Regions from separate parts of the Mus musculus genome. Here region 2 is linked to region 1. Evidence: chromatin contacts called from public HiChIP or PLAC-seq data. All regions are on one chromosome and are shown on one strand. Each heading gives the region's core, a stretch centred on a gene start, on an enhancer-like site or on the middle of the called end of the contact. The rest is flanking DNA. Distances are from core to core; before and after follow the strand shown. Region 1 holds the start of Snhg7os (a long non-coding RNA gene). Region 2 has its middle 19 kb from the start of Wdr5.

The links. HiChIP or PLAC-seq counts read pairs in DNA pulled down with a chosen protein or histone mark.
Region 2: an H3K4me3 HiChIP or PLAC-seq map of bone marrow-derived macrophages shows a contact between it and region 1, with 4 times the contacts expected there. The contact joins the enhancer-like site here to the promoter of Snhg7os in region 1. A contact is called at or near these places in 2 of 39 promoter capture datasets (liver and pre-B cells) and 5 of 115 datasets of contacts at active chromatin or transcription factors (astrocytes, bone marrow-derived macrophages, embryonic stem cells and 1 more).

The regions. Positions count from the first base shown.
Region 1 is chr2:26,639,747-26,643,777 of GRCm38.p6, forward strand. Snhg7os (a long non-coding RNA gene) reads left to right here and starts at 2,375. Exons shown (of 4, transcript XR_003953776.1): 1 at 2,375-3,636; 2 at 3,951-4,021. It overlaps Snhg7 (small nucleolar RNA host gene 7), which reads right to left and starts at 498. Exons shown (of 4, transcript NR_024068.2): 1 at 312-498.
Region 2 is chr2:27,494,116-27,498,760 of GRCm38.p6, forward strand. It overlaps a transcript of Brd3 not described here. Among named protein-coding and RNA genes, the nearest start is that of Wdr5, 19 kb to the right of the region's middle. Within about 2 kb of position 2,731, at least 60 of the 459 cell types and tissues checked have an H3K27ac peak or open chromatin away from gene starts, as enhancers often do. A contact at or near this core is called in astrocytes, bone marrow-derived macrophages and liver, where this site is marked.

The DNA of each region.
Region 1 (4,031 bases), core at 1,125-3,624:
GCGCCACCACGCCCGGCTAGGCTTTTTACAAATAAAACCCCTTTTTCTTTCTCTCCAACTCAGCGGCATTACACTAGACAGAGTACTGTCTCACATCTGAGTTATCTCAAGTTGGTATTCAGCATGCAGCAAATATAGACAGAGTCTTTCCCTGGTGCTCCTTAGCCCTACGAAAGGGAGACCGGTCTGGAGCCCCAACCAGGGGCTTCTGCGTTGTACTAGTCCAGACAGGAGCCTCGGCTTTCCTTCTCGGGACTTCTGGGGGCAGTCCACCCGGCCCTCGGGCACATCGTGAACGCCCTTCCCCTTACCACGCGGTTAGCCTGCTGCACATATTAGGGCGACTAAACTCTCAGAAGGAAAGCACGGTACATCTTCGTTACGATCGTCAGGAGACGCAGTCTTCCCGGTAGCCGGCCAAGGGTATATAGGGTCATCCGCGGCGTCCCAACGGTAACAATGGCGATACAAACATAGAGCCGCCATGGCTGCCGAGAGGCCGAGCATCTCCACGCCACGTCCTTTATAGTACTGACTACGGCAGCCCGCGAGGGACTTTCACTGTCCTCCGAGTGCCGCGCCCTCTAGTGGCTCCTTCGCTCCTCGCCGGCGCTTCTCATAGCCCAGTCGGTTAGAGGCTCATGGGACTCTGTACTGCTTGATCCTAGATCCTGCCTTTCCAAGCAGAACTCAGAGACTTATTTCGAGTGTTACCAAGCTCACAGGACTTTTCAAACGACCCATGAAGTCCTGCGCCTTCTTACGAAACTCCTCGTTTTTGGTGGGGGCAGCCTTGCTCTCCCTGTTCTTAGTGATACTAAAGCTTCCACGCAAAGAGGAAAGGCCAGCTCTGACGAACCAGAATTTAGGAGGCAAGGAGGTGACCAGTTGTTTCCTCTTTTACAAGGACGCTTTGGGGATGAGTCAGGAGGGAGCTCCAGGGAGTTCATGGATTCCAGATGTTTCTAACTAGCCCCGCCTGTGGGGTTGTCTGTGGATCTGAGGCACACAGCAGCTTTTAGAAGGTTGGCTGTCCTCTGCTTCAGGACAGTGCTGGAAGACAAATAATACACTCTGACTACTTGCTGTGTTGTGTCCCGCACAAGTACAGATTTGTCTTTTAAGTCCTGAAACTGATGAGGGCTCCCAGGTGATGGGGTGAATTGTGGGCCTGGGGACACACCATTGAGCACTCTTCTTTTACTGGTGGGCCAGCCCAGCCACACTTGTTAATAGTCCCAAGTTCTTGAACCCTTATATTGCCTGCCTGTCTGCCTTCCCACCTCCCTCTCTCCCTTCCTCCTTCCTGTTTTTTGATACGATGTCTCATATAGCCTAGGCTTCAAACTTGCTATGTAGTTGAAGATAAGTTGAACTTCTGATCCTCCTGCCCCTAACTTCTAACAACTAGATTTTGAGGGGTGAACTGTTATGCGTGGCCCAAAGCCTTGAAACTGGAGTTACAGATGGTTTTGAGTCGTCATGTGGATGCTAGAAATCAAACCTGGTTCACTAAGGAGCGGGCTCTTATCTTAGCCTCACGACTTGTTACCAGTCACTTTTTGTCTTAGTGATCTGTCTTAATTTCCTTTTCTGTAGCTGTGATAAAATACCAAGACAGAAGCAGGTTAAGCAGAAAGTGTTTGGGCTGCAGTTTGAGGTTGCAGTTTAGCATGACAGGGAAGTAACAGCAGTAGGCTTGAAGCAACTGGCCCACATGGCAGGTCAAGGATTAGAGAGTGATGAATGCTGGTCCTCAGATAACCCCTTCTATACTCCAGGATCCGAGCTAGGCCAGAGAATGGTGCCACACAGAAGGAGTTGGTCTTTCCATCTCAATTAACCTAATCAAGATAAGCCCTCCCGTACACCCAGAGGTTCACCTCATGGGTGATTTTAGATCTTATCAAATTGCAAATTGAGATGAACAGTCCCGATCCCTGACCAAAGCAACTTAAAGAAGGAAGAAATATTTGGCTTATAGTTCAAGGGAATACAGTACCGTCATGAGGCAGCAGGCATGGCAGTAGGGCTAGGAGGCAGCTGACCACACAGACCCTACAGTCAGGAAGCAGAGAGCGAGAACGAGTGCCAGAGGCAGTCATGAGGTTAATTGCACAAATTAGCTCCTCTATTCACATTGATCCAAACAAAACTGCAATCTCCTGGACAGAGGGGTGTGGACAATGATTTTGGTGTGGATAGTGGAAGGCAGGATTCTGCTTCCAGAGCAATTCTGCATGTCAGAAAGTTGGAGCAGCAGCAGAGGTAGCAGCTTCAGCAGAGGTAGCAGCTGCGGCAGTGGCAGCAGTGGCAGCAGCAGCAGCACTGGCACCGGCACTGGCAGAGGCAGCGGCAGTGGCAGCAGTGGCAGCAGTGGCGGCAGCAGCAGCAGCACAAGGAGCTGCTAGGCTAGAAGCACAGAGCTGAGCTGAGGCCATGCATCTTTTCACACTCACTGCAGGGCTGGGCCTGCTCTCTGTGGTTCGAGCCACGATGCCTCCTCTGACTCCTGCCAGTCCTGAGGAGGTGATGGCCCTGGGGAGGGAGGACTGAGGGTAGCAACTGGCTTCCAAGCTCAGACCTTGGACTGGGTGTGTCTCAGGCCTGCAGATGGAAGCCACAGGTGATGTTGAAAAAAATACCTCTCTTACGTGCTTGGTGGGATCTTCTCAGGTGGGAGTGGGGCTTGAGCAGGTGTTCCAGGCCATGGTCATGTCTTTCTTCTCACTGTGTGCACTTAGAGACTAAGAGGCTGCTGGGGGACAGGGGAGGCTTGCTAGATGGACGCTGTCCTGGCTCTAGCTGGACTCCCAAGAATAGCCTGCCTTCCTTCCTTCCTTCCTTCCTTCCTTCCTTCCTTCCTTCCTTCCTTCCTTCCTTCCTTTCTCTCAGTGTGTGTGTGTGTGTGTGTGTGTGTGTGTGTGTGCTTCAGAGACACTTCTTATATTCTTCCAATGAGTTGATTTCAGATTTCATCCTGGGTAAGGCCCCTGTGACTGTTGTGTATCTGGGAGACAGAGCCAACTTCCTAATGATTTCAGGAGAAACTGAGAAGTCTGTTCCTTGCCACACCTCAGCACTTTGACTGTAGACAGTGAAGCAGACCGTGGTCAGTCGGTACAGTCATGGTTCTCTCAGGTCACCTCCTCAGCCATGTCCATTCTGCCCTGTCCTCCGGCTCAGCTCCCTGAAGTGAAAGGTCAACCTGTCCTCCAGATCACCTTTCTCAGTTCCCTCTGGATGCCTGTGCAGGGTCTGTGGTCAGGGCTCTTCCCAGGAAGTGTTTCTCCTAGGACGCCTGTGCCCTGTCTGCTTGGTTCTACCTACTGCTGCTGTTGGTGAGAGACAGCCATGGTCAGGACTCCTCCTGACATCCCGGCATCCCGGACCCTTCCATCTTGCACTGAGACCTGACTGCATTCTCCTCCTGCCTCTCACCCACCGTCTTCCAGATTCCCTTCTCCCTGCAACTGTGTGCACTTGTGACCTCCAACTGCAGATCTTGGGAAAGGGGTACATAAGGTGCTGGGCAGGAGACTTGCCTATTCCTGAGTCGAGATGGAAAGACCCGCTGCCTCCCTTCACCTTTGAGAGAAACAGTCTTGATGAGTTGGAGTTCAGGATGAACCTGACGTGAGTGGTCTCTGCGGAGGTAATGTCTGCTGCTGCTGCCAAACAGTTCTAAGTGTGACTAAGCACAGACTGCCTCACCTCTAGTAGTCACTGAGGAATGCAGCATTTTCTGTGTTGCCTGGGCAACACACCAGGTGACCTCTTCATGAGGTCAGAGATCTAACTTGCTGTGGTCTATGCCCATGCTGAATAGGGTGAGAGGATCTCTTGCACAGGATTGCTTGCTTCAGGAGAGGCCAGCATGGGTCCCAGAAATAAGAATGGGGAAGAACTAGGTGCCCTGGGGAGAGCCATACTTGGACCCTGTGTTCTAGGAAACCCATTGGCTGTATTCAGTACAAGCTGCCTCTGTATGAGGGAGAGGACCCTGGTATGTTCCTCACAGGTGAGTATCT
Region 2 (4,645 bases), core at 1,481-3,980, 850 kb after region 1:
CAGTTGATAACTAGGCTGTTTTGAGATTTACTCTGCCAGGAGGTGGCAGCACACCCCTTTAGTTTCAACACCTAGGAAGCAGAGGCAGGCAGATCTCTGTGAGTCTGAGGCCAGCCTGTTTTACTCAGAGAAACCCTGTCTCAAAAAAACAAAGAGTCCCTCTGCCAATCCAAAACTTTTCAATTTAGCCTCAGACTCTTTTTTGTTTTTTTGTTTTTTTTTTTTTGACAATCCAGATGAGCAGGCAGCAGAAAGAAAAAGTCACACTAGGCCCAGCTTGAGCATTTGAGACCTTAAACCCCACCCACACTGACACACTTCCTCCAACAAGGCCACATCTACTCTAACAAAGCCATACCCCCTAAGAGTGCCATTTCTTATTAGCCTGTGGGAGACTTTTTCTTTCAAACCACCACACAATTCAACTTCAATTTTTTTTTCCTATCACTTAATTTTCAGGCCCCTGTAATTGTTAGGTAAGTGCTTTAAACAGCCATGCTATGCCCCTAACCTGAAGTTTATAATTTAAGAAAAGAGGGGCTGGAGAGATGGCTCACAGGTTAAGAGCACTGACTGCTCTTCCTAGAGGTCCTGAGTTCAATTCCCAGCAACCACATGGTGGCTCACAACCATCTGTAATGGGATCAGATGCCCTCTTCTGGTGTGTCTGAAGACAGCTACAGTGTACTCATACATAAAATAAATAGAGAAAAGAAGTGTGTGTGTGTGTGTGTGTGTGTGTGTGTGTGTGTGTGTGAAGTAACCCTTTTGAATGTTTCCTGGTGTGTCGGTATATCAGTGTTTTTGTAATTGTTGTTGTTTTTGAGACAGCGCCTCTTTACGTTGTCCTGGTTTACATGGTGGTGGGATGGAGTGCAAGCTAGGAAAGTACTTCCAACTAAGTCATGTCCCCAATCCATGGTGTCCTGGATTGTCCTACAGGAAACCTTGCAGGGAGGTAAACTCAACATAGCTTCAGGAAGTCCCTGAAATGGACAAGATTCACTAGGTCCCTCTCTCCTAGAGTAAGCAGTAAAGACTGACTTTCAGACAGGCCAAGCTGCAAAGAAGAGCCTGAGACCAGACCAGTTTCCTAGAAGATGCAAGAAATTCAGGGCTAAAGAATAGACCCAGACGGGTCCAGGCACAGCCAAACCCACCCTGTAGCTAAGAATGTCCTGCCATAAAAGATAAAAAAGAGAATGCAGGAACTAGCCAAGGCTATCAGGACAGACCAAATGGCCATCTGGCAGGATGGCGCCTCCCGGGCGGCGCCTCCCTATAGCCCCCCATAAATCATACATTGACCAGGTGTCCTGCTGACCTCGAGAAGTCCCAAGCCCTTGTGCCTCCCTACACCTTAGCCTGCACGTATTACCCTGTTAATTTGTAATCACCCCGCCGACATTTAAATAACCCAATCATGTGTAACCATGAACATTCTTTTGGCTCCCCCCTTTTGGTTTGTGCTTTTTGCCTTTATAAGCCTGTAAAAAGTTTGGGCCGGGGTCAAACTCCCCTGCCCCCTGTGCGGTGCATGACTTTCAACCCCAGCATGCTGGCTTGAGCGCTCCTTTGTTGTTTGTGTGTTTGTGTGCCATTAAAACCTTGTGTAGTTACAGCAAGTTCAGTCTCAGCGTCCTACTGGGTGCGCGCCTCCCCGAGGAGGAACTCCCTGTGGGGGTCTTTCATGTGGTGCATTGGCCGGGAAGTGCGCGACCACCCAGGGGTCCTAGACCCACTTGGAGGTAAGGCCCTCTGTCTTGTCTTGGTTTTGTGTCTATATTCTGTCTGAAAATCTGGTGCGATCACAGTTTTGGTTTTGCGAATGCTCTTATGAGGCCGCGCTCCGAGAGGGAGAGCAGAGTGGATAAGGACAGATGTGTCTAGGTGTCCACCGTTCGTTCACCCTGGGAAATGTTCCGGGAAGATAGGGGGAGGGCCAGGGACGGCTGGTGGACCCCCGCGGGAAAAGTCAGGAGATAAGTTTTCTCCTTGATGATCTGTTTCTGAGGCCTGTTAATAGGCCGTCTGATTCCTTTCAGGAATTCTGGTTGACTTGGAGTCGGCGACTGGTTTTGTTTTTGAGTCTTGTAGTCTTTGTAATCATTTTTATCGTGTGTGTGACAGAGCTTGACATGGGACAGACTGTGACGACCCCACTAACACTGACTCAGAACCATTGGACAGATGTTAAGACTAGGGCCCACAATCTTTCCGTCGAGGTCAAGAAGGGACCTTGGCAAACTTTTTGCTCCTCTAAATGGCCAACTTTCGGTGTGGGTTGGCCTTCGCAGGGAACTTTTAGCCTGCCTGTTATTCTCGGTGTCAAGCGAGTTATTTTTCAGACCGCAGGAGGGCATTCTGATCAGGTACCATATATCATCGTGTAGCAGGACCTGGTACAAAATCCGCCACCCTGGCTGCGTCCCTGGACTTCAGGAGCCGAGGCAGCGACAGTGGCTGTAGCCACAAAACCGAAAATGACGCCTCTGGGTCCGCCAGAGCCCGTTCCATTGGCCCCCCTGCGGATCTATTCTGAAATTGACAATGCCTTTTTCCTTGACTCCTTCCCACCCCCTTACCCCCAACCAACTTCTCATCCTGATCCCTCACAGCCGCCTGCCCCAGCAGACCCCTGAGTGGCCTCTGAGACAGGACCAGCGGGAGGGACTCGTAGCCGCAGGGGCTGGCCGTAGCCCAGAGGGAAGTGAATCTAGACCAGATTCCACTGTTGCTTTGCCTTTAAGAGCTTATGTAGGAGGACCTACTCCTGCCCCTGGGCAGTTAGTTCCATTGCAGTACTGGCCGTTTTCATCGGCCGATATGTATAACTAGAAGACCAATCACCCCTCTTTTTCAGAGAATCCCTCAGGATTAACAGGAATCCTTGAGTCCCTAATGTTCTCCCACCAGCCCACTTGGGATGACTGCCAGCAACTTTTGCAGGTCCTCTTTACAACTGAAGAGAGAGAGAGGATCCTGCTAGAAGCCAGAAAAAATGTCCCAGGACCAGATGGGATCCCCACTAATCTCCCCGACCTTATAGATGCAGCTTTCCCCTTGGCCCGTCCTGCCTGGGACTTCAATACTGCGGAAGGTAGGGAGCATCTCACAGTCTACCGCCGGACTCTAGTGGCGGGGATAAAGGGGGCCGCACGGCGACCCACCAATTTGGCCAAGGTAAGAGAAGTCCTTTAGGGTTCAATGGAGCCGCCCTCTGTTTTCTTAGAACGACTAATGGAGGCTTATAGGAGATATACCTTGTTTGATCCCTCTTCGGAGGGACAGCAGGCAGCTGTAGCCATGGCTTTCATTGGTCAGTCTGCCTCTGATATTAAGAGAAAGCTACAGAGGTTAGAGGGGCTCCAAGATTATACTTTGCAGGATTTAGTAAAAGAAGCTGAGAAAGTGTATCACAAGAGAGAGACTAAGGAAGAAAAGCAAGAGAGAGAAAAGAAAGAGGCAGAAGAAAGAGAAAACCGGCGTGAACGCCGGCAGGAAAGGAACTTGACTAAGATTTTGGCCGCAGTGGTAGGTGGAGAAAGGTCAGAGAAGGGACAGTCAGGGTACCTGGGCAACAGGGCAAGAAGACCCCCAGGAGAACAGAGACCGCCACTTGAGAAAGACCAATGCGTATACTGCAAGGAAAAAGGACATTGGGCCAGAGACTGCCCAAAGAAGAAGTGGAGGGGCCCCAAAGTATTGGTCCTTGAAGAAGACTAGGGAAGTCGGGGCTCGGTCCCCCTCCCCGAGCCTAGGGTAACTCTCTCTGTGGAGGGGACCCCCGTTAATTTTCTAATAGACACAGGAGCTGAACATTCAGTCTTGACTGAACCTTTAGGACAATTAGGATCAAAGAAGACTTTAGTTATGGGAGCCACTGGTAGCAAGCTTTATCCCTGGACAACCAAAAGGATTTTAGAAGTAGGAAAAATAAAGTGACTCATTCTTTTCATGCCCGTTTCAGTCAGGCAGTACCCCATGAGCCAAGGGACTAAAGAAGGCATTTGACCACATATCAGAGACTGCTACAACAGGGTATATTGGTCCCATGCCAGTCCCCTTGGAATACCCCCCTCCTGCCGGTGCGTAAACCTGGGACAAACGACTATTGGCTTGTCCAGGACTTAAGAGAAGTCAATAAGCGGGTACAGGACATTCACCCAACCATGCCCAACCCTTACAACTTGCTGAGTTCCTTATCACCTGAACCATCCTGGTACACCGTCCTGGATTTAAAAGATGCCTTTTTCTGTCTCAGATTACACCCGAGCAGTCAACCTCTGTTCGCTTTTGAGTGGCAAGACCCTGAAGGAGGATATACGGGTCAGCTAACCTGGACTAGGCTGCCACAGGGGTTCAAAAATTCACCCACTCTTTTTGATGAAGCGCTCCACCGTGACCTTGCGCCTTTCAGGGCACAAAACCCCCAAATTTCTCTCCTGGAGTATGTAGATGACTTACTCCTTGCAGCTTCAACCCAGGAACTGTGCCTCAACGGGACCAAAAAGCTTCTAAATGAACTAGGTGAGTTGGGGTACTGGGTATCCGCTAAGAAAGCTCAGCTATAAGCCGGGCGTGGTGGCACACGCCTTTAATCCCAGCACTCGGGAGGCAGAGGCAGGCGGATTTCTGAGTTTGA